Regions from separate parts of the Sus scrofa genome. Here region 1 is linked to region 2. A link is a contact called in public HiChIP or PLAC-seq data. All regions are on one chromosome and are shown on one strand. Each heading gives the region's core, a stretch centred on a gene start, on an enhancer-like site or on the middle of the called end of the contact. The rest is flanking DNA. Distances are from core to core; before and after follow the strand shown. Region 1 holds the start of EZH2 (enhancer of zeste 2 polycomb repressive complex 2 subunit). Region 2 has its middle 28 kb from the start of PDIA4.

Evidence for each region. HiChIP or PLAC-seq counts read pairs in DNA pulled down with a chosen protein or histone mark.
Region 1: an H3K27ac HiChIP or PLAC-seq map of alveolar macrophages shows a contact between it and region 2. The contact joins the promoter of EZH2 here to the enhancer-like site in region 2. A contact is called at or near these places in 1 of 5 promoter capture datasets (liver), 4 of 47 Hi-C or Micro-C datasets (brain, heart right ventricle, liver and 1 more) and 2 of 2 datasets of contacts at active chromatin or transcription factors (alveolar macrophages and skeletal muscle).

Annotation. Positions count from the first base shown.
Region 1 is chr9:109,383,257-109,387,874 of Sscrofa11.1, forward strand. It overlaps EZH2 (enhancer of zeste 2 polycomb repressive complex 2 subunit), which reads left to right and starts at 1,799. Exons shown (of 20, transcript NM_001244309.1): 1 at 1,799-1,882.
Region 2 is chr9:109,285,763-109,291,082 of Sscrofa11.1, forward strand. No RefSeq gene overlaps it. Among named protein-coding and RNA genes, the nearest start is that of PDIA4, 28 kb to the left of the region's middle. Within about 2 kb of position 1,904, at least 68 of the 83 cell types and tissues checked have an H3K27ac peak or open chromatin away from gene starts, as enhancers often do. A contact at or near this core is called in alveolar macrophages, brain, liver and 1 more, where this site is marked.

The DNA of each region.
Region 1 (4,618 bases), core at 549-3,048, 97 kb after region 2:
CGTATGACAGATGGAATTATTACATTAGTTTATAGCTACATCTCAGATGCATAAGCTACTTACTTTTGCACTATTCTTATCATTTATTCATAACTGTGCTTTTATTGGGCATGTGATTGTTTTTTCTCTGTATCTTTTGGTTTCCCTCCACATATACTTCCAGCATTGAGTTGGTCTGGAATATGTATAAGGAATGGTATGGTAATTTAGGAAAAGGTAGGAAACTTTCAGTCAAATTATCATATAAGGAACTAGTCATTAAAAATCTTGGTCCTTTAAAAATGTAGCTAAAAATACTAAGTATATGATTTCGTTAGGCTTTTAACTCCAGTTCCTAGTTGACTATCCTCCCCGCCCTCCATCTGAACTCTCAATCTGTTTACATGGGTGAACGATTGTTTTGCCCTATTCCTGCATCCTATTGAAAATAAATTCAGGAGATCCCGTGGCGCAGCAGAAACTAATCCAACTAGGAACCATGCCTGAGGTTGCAGTTAGATCCCTGGCCTTGTTGAGCTGTGGAGTAGGTCGCAGATACGGCTTGGAGCCTGAGTTGCTGTGGCTGTGGTGTAGGCCGGATTCCACCCCTGGCCTGGGAAACTCCATACGCCTCGGATGAGGCCCTAAAAAGAAAAAAAAGAAAATTCAGAATAACCTTACCTTCACTGTCAGATAAATTAAAAGGGGAAACTGCATCCTAAACAGAATATTTCTAATTCTTATGGGTTGATACAGGCTCACCCGCAGATCATTTTTTTTTTTAACACTTGAAAGATGCTGCAATCATCCCAATTTTTTCCAGAGGCGTTAGCTCGAGGCAAGTGAACCCCACTCACCCCTGATAAATGATTAACGTTGACACGTGTTTGGAACTACAAACGCTGGAAGGTGCCGAACAAGGCGCTCAGAATGAGGAAACTGAAATAACAGTAGGGCTGCTGTTTCCCAGGTTTCTAAGGAGATGGGCACTGCGGCCTCGACCAACCAAAGTCCAGCGGGCCAGGGGATCTGAGTCGGGCCAAGCCACTGAGGGGCTTAGCAGAAAAAGTAGCTGGCAGAGCGCTCTGCTCGCACCGGAGGCGGCGCGCCAGTCCGACCAGACCGCGAAAGGCTCGGGGCTCCTCGCCCGAAACGAACCAGATTGGAGCCCGGACCGCAGAGCGTAACTGGCCGGCAATCGGGGTACCTCGCGCGCGTCCGCCGGCCGGCCTGCGCTTCGGCTCCGCGCGCGGGGAAAAGAGCGCGGCAGTTGAAACCGTTACCACCCCCGAGTTTTGAACTGGTTCAAACTTGGCTATCGGCCCCGCCCCGCCCCTCCGGCCCGGGAACTCTGAGGCTGCCGGCGGTTCCCGCCAAGCGCCGCGAGCGCGCCGTCCCGCCCCCTGGTCGGTTCCCGCCATCCTGCCCTGGCCGCCTCCCGCCCGCGGCCCGGGATTCGGGCTGCAGAGGCCCCATCGTCCCAGCCAGCCGACCCACCGCCTTCCTGAGAGGCGCCGTGCGTTCGGCGAAAGAACAAAGAGACGGCGCAGCGCTTCCACTCGGCGGCCGCGTCCCTCAGCGCCCGCCCGCTCGCGCGCACGCGCCGCCGGCCCGGCCCGGCTGAGTCCCGCGGGCTCCTCTGCGTGGGGCTGGCTCGCCGCCACGGAGCCCGGCGGGCCTTGTGATTGGACGGGAGCCCGCCTCGCGGCCCGCCAATCGGGGCGGCGCTTAGTTGGACAGGGGGGGCCAAATAAAAGCGATGGCGATTGGGCTGCCGGGTTTGGCGCTTGGTCCGGGAGCGTCCGACACCCACTGGGACGCAGAAGGCGGTGGAAGCCCGGCGGCGGTGGTGGCGCGCGGGAGCGGCGCGCGGGAGCGGAGCGGGCTGGGGCGCGGGGCTCAGGTAGCGTGCCGCTGTCGGGCCGGCCGGCCAGCGGGGCTCCGAAGCTCGGTGAGGGGCGGCGGCGGCGCCGGGATATCCCCGCCACCCCTCCGGGTATCGCCCAGAGCGGGCTTTCCCGGGGCGCCGCTTTGGCTGGAGGGGTGAGAGGAGACCCCTCGGAAGGGGCCGTGGCTTTGGGCTGGCCCGCGCGACCGCGGGGGCGGGCAGCGCCGCACCTGGCGACCTAAGGCGGGACCCCGGGCGGGCGCCCTGGGGGGCGAGCCGAGGGGTCTTCTCGCGCGCCCGCCCTTCGGGAGGCGCGGCGGCTGGGCTGGGGGCGCTCCGGTGCTCGGGGCGGGCCGGCCGCCCGAGCCCCTGTCTCCTTTGTGTGGAGCGTCGCGGCGGGAGCGCCCGGGTGGGACGGGACGCACACAAGTTGGTGGGACCTCGGCACCGAGTGCACACTCAGACAAAGGACGGACTGTGTCTCGGGGGAGCTCGGCGCGGGGAAGGGGCAGTGACACCCGGGCCTGACAGCGGGCGGGAGAGGGGCGTGGGGAGCGCGGGCCGCGGCGCAGGGGGCGGGCTGGGCCCCACGCCCCCTCCCCGCGAGCGCGCAGGCTCGGCCGGGGCCGAGGGGGCCGGGGCGGCGCTGGGAACCGAACTCGGAGCGGCTGCGGGTCTGACATTTCCCCGGAAAGCACCCCCGAACCCCTCGTCTCCACCCGCTCTGACGAGGCGGTCCCGGCCGCCTTTACCCCCTCGGCTGGCTTTCTGTTAAGTTTGAGGAAGGGTCGAGCCGTTCTCCCCCCGCTCGGTTTTGTTCGTTTCGGAGGGCTTTTCGTCGAGTTTCCGCGTCATTGTCCACCCCCCCAAAAAAAGTCGGTGCCATCAGGTCCCTTTTTGAAAATTGGAGGAATCGAGAAGCATGATATTTTGAAATGAAAACTTGGTGAACTCACGCCTGCTGAGTTCCCGCTTTCTAAAGAATCATATTTTTTTTAAAAAATTACATGCTCTTTCGGCCAACTTATGTGATACATCTGAGACTGGCGACAGGTGCTAACGAAATCAACTGTCATTTAGTAAGAGATTATTCTCCAAATCCCCAGGGATTGAATGAGGATGCGATGGTAGAAAGAATTGATCAAGCAAAATGTTTATGACAAATGTGTGTTTAGGTGGTCTGGTTAGCAATTCGTCATTAATTGGTCTTGTTTTCCGTGAACAATAGCTTTGTTGAGTCAGAAAAGACTGACTACAGAAATGTTTGTTGCCTAAGAAATTGAACGTGTGCTGTCCACAGTTAAGCTAAACTTCCTTTGTTTGTCACACAGGATCTGTAAAATTTAAGTCATTTGGAAACAAAGATATGTCTTTGGTATTTAAAAATATTTTACTTCAAGGTTTACTTTCTGGGTTTTAAAGGTCATTTATCGGATTAATTTTGTGGCTTTTTAATGTCACATAAAACACCATTTAAGAAAATCTTTAAAAAACACTAATGCTGATACAGTTGAATGTAGGCTATACTTCTAAGGGATTTTAAGAGCGTGTGGGATCCTAACCATTAGACCACCAGGGAGCTAGGGGGTTTGGAGTTTATTTTCCACTACTCTTCATTCATCACCGTTAGCAACTATTTTATGTTTGGAAATAAAATGTAGAACAAGTGTGTAATCCTAACAAGTTTATTGATAATTTTATTTCAAGAAAATGAAAGTATTTATGACCTATTTTAATTTCCTTTTCATATTACCTAAAGTTAGGAGTAGGTAGGGTTCTAGTCCTGGATGTAAAGAATCCTTTCTCTCTTTGTGGTGGTGTATTTGGGAATTTAATGCTTAAGTTCTTGAAAACACTTAGGAAAATGGCATCTTAAATTCTAGTCTTTGTGGCAGGGGAATATCTTCAAAGAAGAGGAATTTAGGAACATAGCACCGATTTGCATTGTTCTATCTGATGATCTAATGTTCACCCTACCATCTTACGGTTTCATAAATATGGAGACAAAGAAATGCAGTGTAAAAGTCTTTATTACATATTTTGCAGTGTTAGACACCGCTGAACAGACATTCCAGGTGCTGTCCTAAGTATTGTTTACTGTATTAGTTGCTAGTAATTATCTATTAAAAAGTCCTCCTGATAATCTGGCCTCTTGTTATAAGATGAGCTAGTTAGGGAGATTTTGGTAGATATTTGGATCTTTTAGGATAAGAAATTGCAGTTTTTCCTTACTTGTTTGTGTACACTATATTTGGCAATTACTGTCTTTGTAGTTGCCACAAGATTTATTTTTAAGTTTTTTTGGGGGAATTGGTTTTTAATTTTTTATTTGATTTGAAAATGTATTTAAGTAGCAGTGATTAAAAAAACCACACTTGTTGATTTAGTGAAGTTAGGCACACAAAAAAGCTGTAATACTTTGATATCAGCTTTGCCTTGCACACATACATATAGGTGATTGTCTTTGTGTTGGCCACTTAAAATTTTTAGGCAGATTTCCCCAGGTTACACTGAGGCTTTCTAGGATATCTTCCATCCTTTGAGCTGGCATGCTTAAGGAGAACGAATTAGTTTCCATCTTGGCCTAAAAAGCGGTAATTAAGAAAGTTGATTTTTTAAAAAATCAACAGCAATAAAAAAATCCTCTGATCTCATGCATTCTGGGGTTAATTAGAAATGACCAGTGGATTTGTCTTGAAGTCTTTTTGTCCGTGAAGAAAACATTTTCTGTGAATTATGAAGGATTCTATA
Region 2 (5,320 bases), core at 654-3,153:
TCCCTGTGATCCAGGGCTGTAACATATAAGAAGGCTGAGAGCAGCTGAGACATAGGAGAGTCCATTCTGTGCCCGGTCTGAATTCTGACCTGGTGAAGGAGGCCTCTGACCTCAGTGCCCCGGGTCCTCACTCACCCATCTGTCTCGGCCCCAGGAATGCCTCGGTTAGAGGCTTTGAAAATCAGGAACTGGGAAAGTATGGTGGTGACCATAGGCTCCTGACTGTTTGTACAGTGGGACAAATAGTCTTGTTGGACGTTGAGCCCCATCTTGTAAACCGCAGGGAAGAGGAGCAGATGTGGCAAAAATGGGACCTGCCACAGGTGGATTTTGAATGAAAGAAAGCACAAAAAGTTTGAGAGAATATCACCTGGTTTATTTGAGAGAATGTCACCTGCGAGGGCACATAGACGGAATAAAAGAAAAAAGGGGAAATCCTATTATTATTATTATTTTGCTTTTTAGGGCCGCACCTCTGGCATATGGAAGTTCCACTTCTATGGGTTGAATTGAAACTGCACCTGCCAGCCTAGGCTTCAGCCACAGCAGTGCCGGATCTGACCTACACCACAGCTCATGCCAACACCTCATGGATCCTAGTTGGGTTCATTACCACTGAGCCACAATGGGAACTCCATCTTTGAATTTAAAAAATAAAAATGAAATTAAAAAAAAAAATTGAGCCGAGTTCCTGTCGTGGCGCAGTGGTTAATGAATCCAACTAGGAACCATGAGGTTGCGGGTTTGATCCCTGCCCTTGTTCAGTGGGTTAATGATCCGGCGTTACCGTGAGCTGTGGTGTAGGTCGCAGAGGTGGCTCGGATCCCGCGTTGCTGTGGCCCTGGCGTAGGCTGGCAGCTACAGCTCCGATTAGACCCCTAGCCTGGGAACTTGCATATGCCGCGGGAGCAGCTCAAGAAATGGCAAAAAGACAAAAAAACAAAAAAAAAAAACCTTGAGCCCTGGGCTCTGGGCACTACCTGTCTGAGCATACCTCAGGGATACAATGACCTGTGAGTAACTATACTAGGATCTGCACTTTTACTTTTTGAGATTTTCTTATCTGGTACCTGCTCAGATTTTCATTTTGTTTTTAATGGAAAAGGGAACTCTAGTGCTGTTAATTTGTGTCTGTTATCTTATTAATTTGTATCCATTTGTTTCTAATTAGTTTGTGCCTGTTGAGCCAGAGAAAATATTTCTGAACCTTGAGAGCTAACATTCTCATAGGACCTTTTTTTTTTTTTTTTTAATGTATTTGAGTGAATTCTATGGCTTCTCATTTAATCCTCCCAATCTCCTACAAAGTAGATATTCTGATTATGTCCATTTTAAAAGTGGAGAAACTGAGGTTCAAACAAGGCAAGCAACTTTTCCAAAGATATATAGCTAGTTGGTGGTGAAGACTAGAACTCAGTCCCAGTTAATGTAATATGAGCCCATCTGTCAATTTCATGCCTTCCTGATTACCTGTTGTGTCATCAATACATTTAATCAGCTCATTTCCATATCTCATTCATGTGAATTTTCGTCAAAGGAAGGACGGAAACAGATTAGATGAGATCGGGCCAAGGAACAACCCCGAGGCACTGCACCAGAGACCCCCTCTGCCAGGATGGCCTCAGAAGCATCCAGATGTTTGGGTGTTTCAGATGCCTCCTCCTTCCATTCCTGTGATCTTTCGGGGGTTTTTTAATCAGTTGAGATTTGAGGAGAAGCAGATCTTGGGCGATAGGGAGGCACTCCTGCTCTTCTGAAGGGAGCCGACCCCAAGATGGGAGCACACTGGTTCCAAGGTTTGGGGTCTGGGGACTAGATCTGCTCCAGTGCACAGAGTTTTCTCCAGATCTGGCAGAGCTGCCTGGAGGTCACATGTGGTAAATAGACAAAGGAGCTCAGCGCCGATTGGACAGCTCTGGATCCTGTGCTGGCAGAGCCTCTACAGACGAACTCCACTGCCGGGAGACACCCTGGTGACGAGATGCTAATTTTGCATGTCTCTTTCCCAGGATGCTCAGTAGTGCTTCTGATTCTTGTTGTTAAATACACTTTGCTATTTATTGATAAATAGATGCACGGAAGGAATTGTTAGAGGATGCATATCATCCATACTGCAAATGTTGTTTGTAAACTCGATTTGAAATATCACTGTAAGGGTAAAATGAGGAAATATGTGAGCTTTAAATAGTGTACACAGCAAGCAGAAGTTTTGGCTGGTCCGAAGGTAGTGAGTTATCTCAATTGATTGTTCACAGTCAGTTACAGGTCGAACTCCTCGTTCTACTCTTTCCCCCCTTCTCACTACTGCACTTGACTAGTCTTTTGCAGGGCTGTCCCCGTCTAGATGTAAAATACACTTAACTTGTCTTCATCTTAATTTAAAAAATTTGAAAGTCAATATTATTATTGAGATTAAAAGCTAGGAATACAAAATTTGTTTAAAGTAGCCGTTTTCCTTCAGAGCTAACAACAAATATGGGAAAATTCATCACAGAAGCTCCCAGCTACACCCTCCCCCCCACTCGCCCCAATCAAATAGGTATGGTAAAAGTAGATATTCTGAGACCAAGAAAAGGAAATGAGGTAATGGGGTGGGGTGATTAAGGATTTTATTTTTCCCACTTTTTAATAGAGTGGGGTTTTATTTAATTTCCACATTCTTTAAATCATTTCCAAAAAAAGAAAAAAAAAAGTCTTTTAAGATATGAGTGGATTGAAGTTCCTGTCATGGCGCAGTGGTTAACGAATCCAACTAGAAACTATGAGGTTTCGGGTTCAGTCCCTGGCCTCGCTCAGTGGGTTGAGGATCCGGCGTTGCCGTGAGCTGGGGTGTGGGTTGCAGATGAGGCTTAGATCCCGAGTTGCCGTGGCTCTGGCGTAGGCCGGCAGCTATGGCTCCGATTCTATCCCCAGCCTGAGAACCTCCATATGCCCCAGGAGCAGCCCTAGAAAAGACAAAAAAAAAAAAAAAAAAAAAAAAAGATATGTATGGATTTTTAAATGTTTCAATATCAGTAAGATAAAAGATTAATATTTGGTAGTACAACACTTAGTAGACAAAATTAGGAGATATTTCAAAGTTGACAGTCCTCTTAAGTTTTGAAGATAAAGAGAAAACATTTTGGAGGAAGAACAGCTAAGTCCAAGATTCTGAAAATAGAGAAGGTGGGAGAAGAGCAGAGTATATCGTGGGACTCACCGGTCGGGGCTTAGAGCTGCTCTCTCATCCTGGTTCTGCCCTTACTTGTTGGGGGTGGTGTGTGTGCCTACTGTATGCCAGGATCTAACCCATGCCATAGCAGTGACAATGCCAGGTCCTTAGCCCACTGAGCCACCAGGGAACCCCTGCACTTTCTAGTGCAACCTTGAGAAAGCCATTCTGCTGCCTCTTCATCTAAGATAAGGTGTTATGACAGTGATCTTCCTACTCTTTTGCTGATTGAAATATAAATTCCTAACAGCATCAGAAGCAAGATGCAGTACTGTGTAACTATCATAAATGTGTATATAAAAAGGAAATGATTTAGTTTATCCTTATAGGTGCAGACAATTCAATGTACCTTGAGAGCACACTGGAGTTCCTTGTGCTTCCATAAGTATGGTTAATCTTGAGGCGACAATACAAAGAGGTAAGAAGTACACTATCAGGAACCCAGGGCTCCCTGTGGGTGCTCTCAGTCTAGATCCTGTGCCCTTTCGTGTTTGCCTCTCTGCTTCCTCAGTAATGAATAAACACAAGGTGAACCACTTTGATTACAGTGGATTGTTCAAATGATGATCATAACACCACCAGTTAACACAGGCCTATTGCATCTGAAGAATAATTGCTTTGTTTATGGGGTTTGGGTTTGTTTTTTTGTTTTTTTGGTCTTTTTTTAGGGCCACAGGTCAGCACATGGAAGCTGACCCAGGATTTGACCCAGGCTAGGGGTTAAATCCGTGCTATGGCTGCTGGCCTACACCACAGCCACAGCAATGCAGGATCTGACCTGCATCTGAGAGCTACACCACAGTTCACGGCAATGCCAGATCCTTAACCCACTGAATGAGGCCAGGAATGGAACCTGTGTCCTCATGGATACTAGTCCGTTTCATTAGCACTGAGCCACAATGGGATCTCCTGAAGAATAATGGTAATAAACAAGAATAACCACCCATTGGGTACAGTCAATGTTCTATATTTGCCAAAGAGAACCTTTATCTTTTTGTTTGTTTGTTTTGTCTTTTTGCCATTTCTAGGGCCGCACTTGAGGCATGTGGAGGTTCCCAGGCTAGGGGTCCAATTGGAGCTGTAGCCACCAGCCTACGTTAGGGCCACAGCAACGCAGGATCTGAGCCGTGTCTACAACCTACACCACAGGTCACAGCAACGCCAGATCCCCAACCCACTTGGCAAGGTTAGGGATTGAACCCACAACCTCATGGGCTCTAGTCATATTCGTTAACCACTACGCCACGAAGGGAACTCCTAGAACCTTTATGTTTGTATTGTATTTTATAAGGTGCAAAGTATTATCAGATTACTTATTTCATTTAGTATCTTTACAAGCCAGTCAAAAAAGTATGACAGACATTACCATTTTACAAATCAACTGTTTCTAAGAGACCACATGGGTAGCTCAAGGTCAGCCAGAGTTCATAGTTCATTACTTGCAGGGCCAGAATAAATTTTCTTCTGCAAGGGTTCTCCCTGATACCCACCCGACGATGAAAAACTGATGGCAAAACAATGGCATGAAACCAGTTGGTGTGGTGTCCTGATCAATGGATGCATTGCAAAAAAGAAGGACAAAAATAAATAAATGGATAATAAATGAGATAGGAAGAGAGAGAGGAGTACTTGGTGCTGGAATGGTATGAACATGGACATTAAGAAACGAAGACTGAGTCAGTTTCTCTGACTTAGAAAGTTCTCATTTTACAGGTGAGAGACTCCACAATTGCATCCATCTTGACCTATATATCCTGTCTCCAGAAGATTCTTAACCAGATAATAATAACTGCAAAGCAATAATGGCCAGTGAAACAAGGAGACCAGTCTAGAGTAATATGATTAATCTAGAAAGAAGAGTTCGGGGATAGTTCTTCCCTAAAACTTGTATGCTAAAATAGGGTTGCCAGATAAAATACAAGATGCCCAGTCAAATTTAAATTTCAGATAATAACGGAGATTTTTTTTTAATATGTGTACCCCAATATTGCATGGTATGTCCTGCTGTCATTGCATACACCATAATTTGAAGCCGAAATAGTCTTGATTTGCAAAAGCTCATATTTAAGAGAGAAAAGTTTTCTGGTTTTCCGATACGAAAATCTTTTA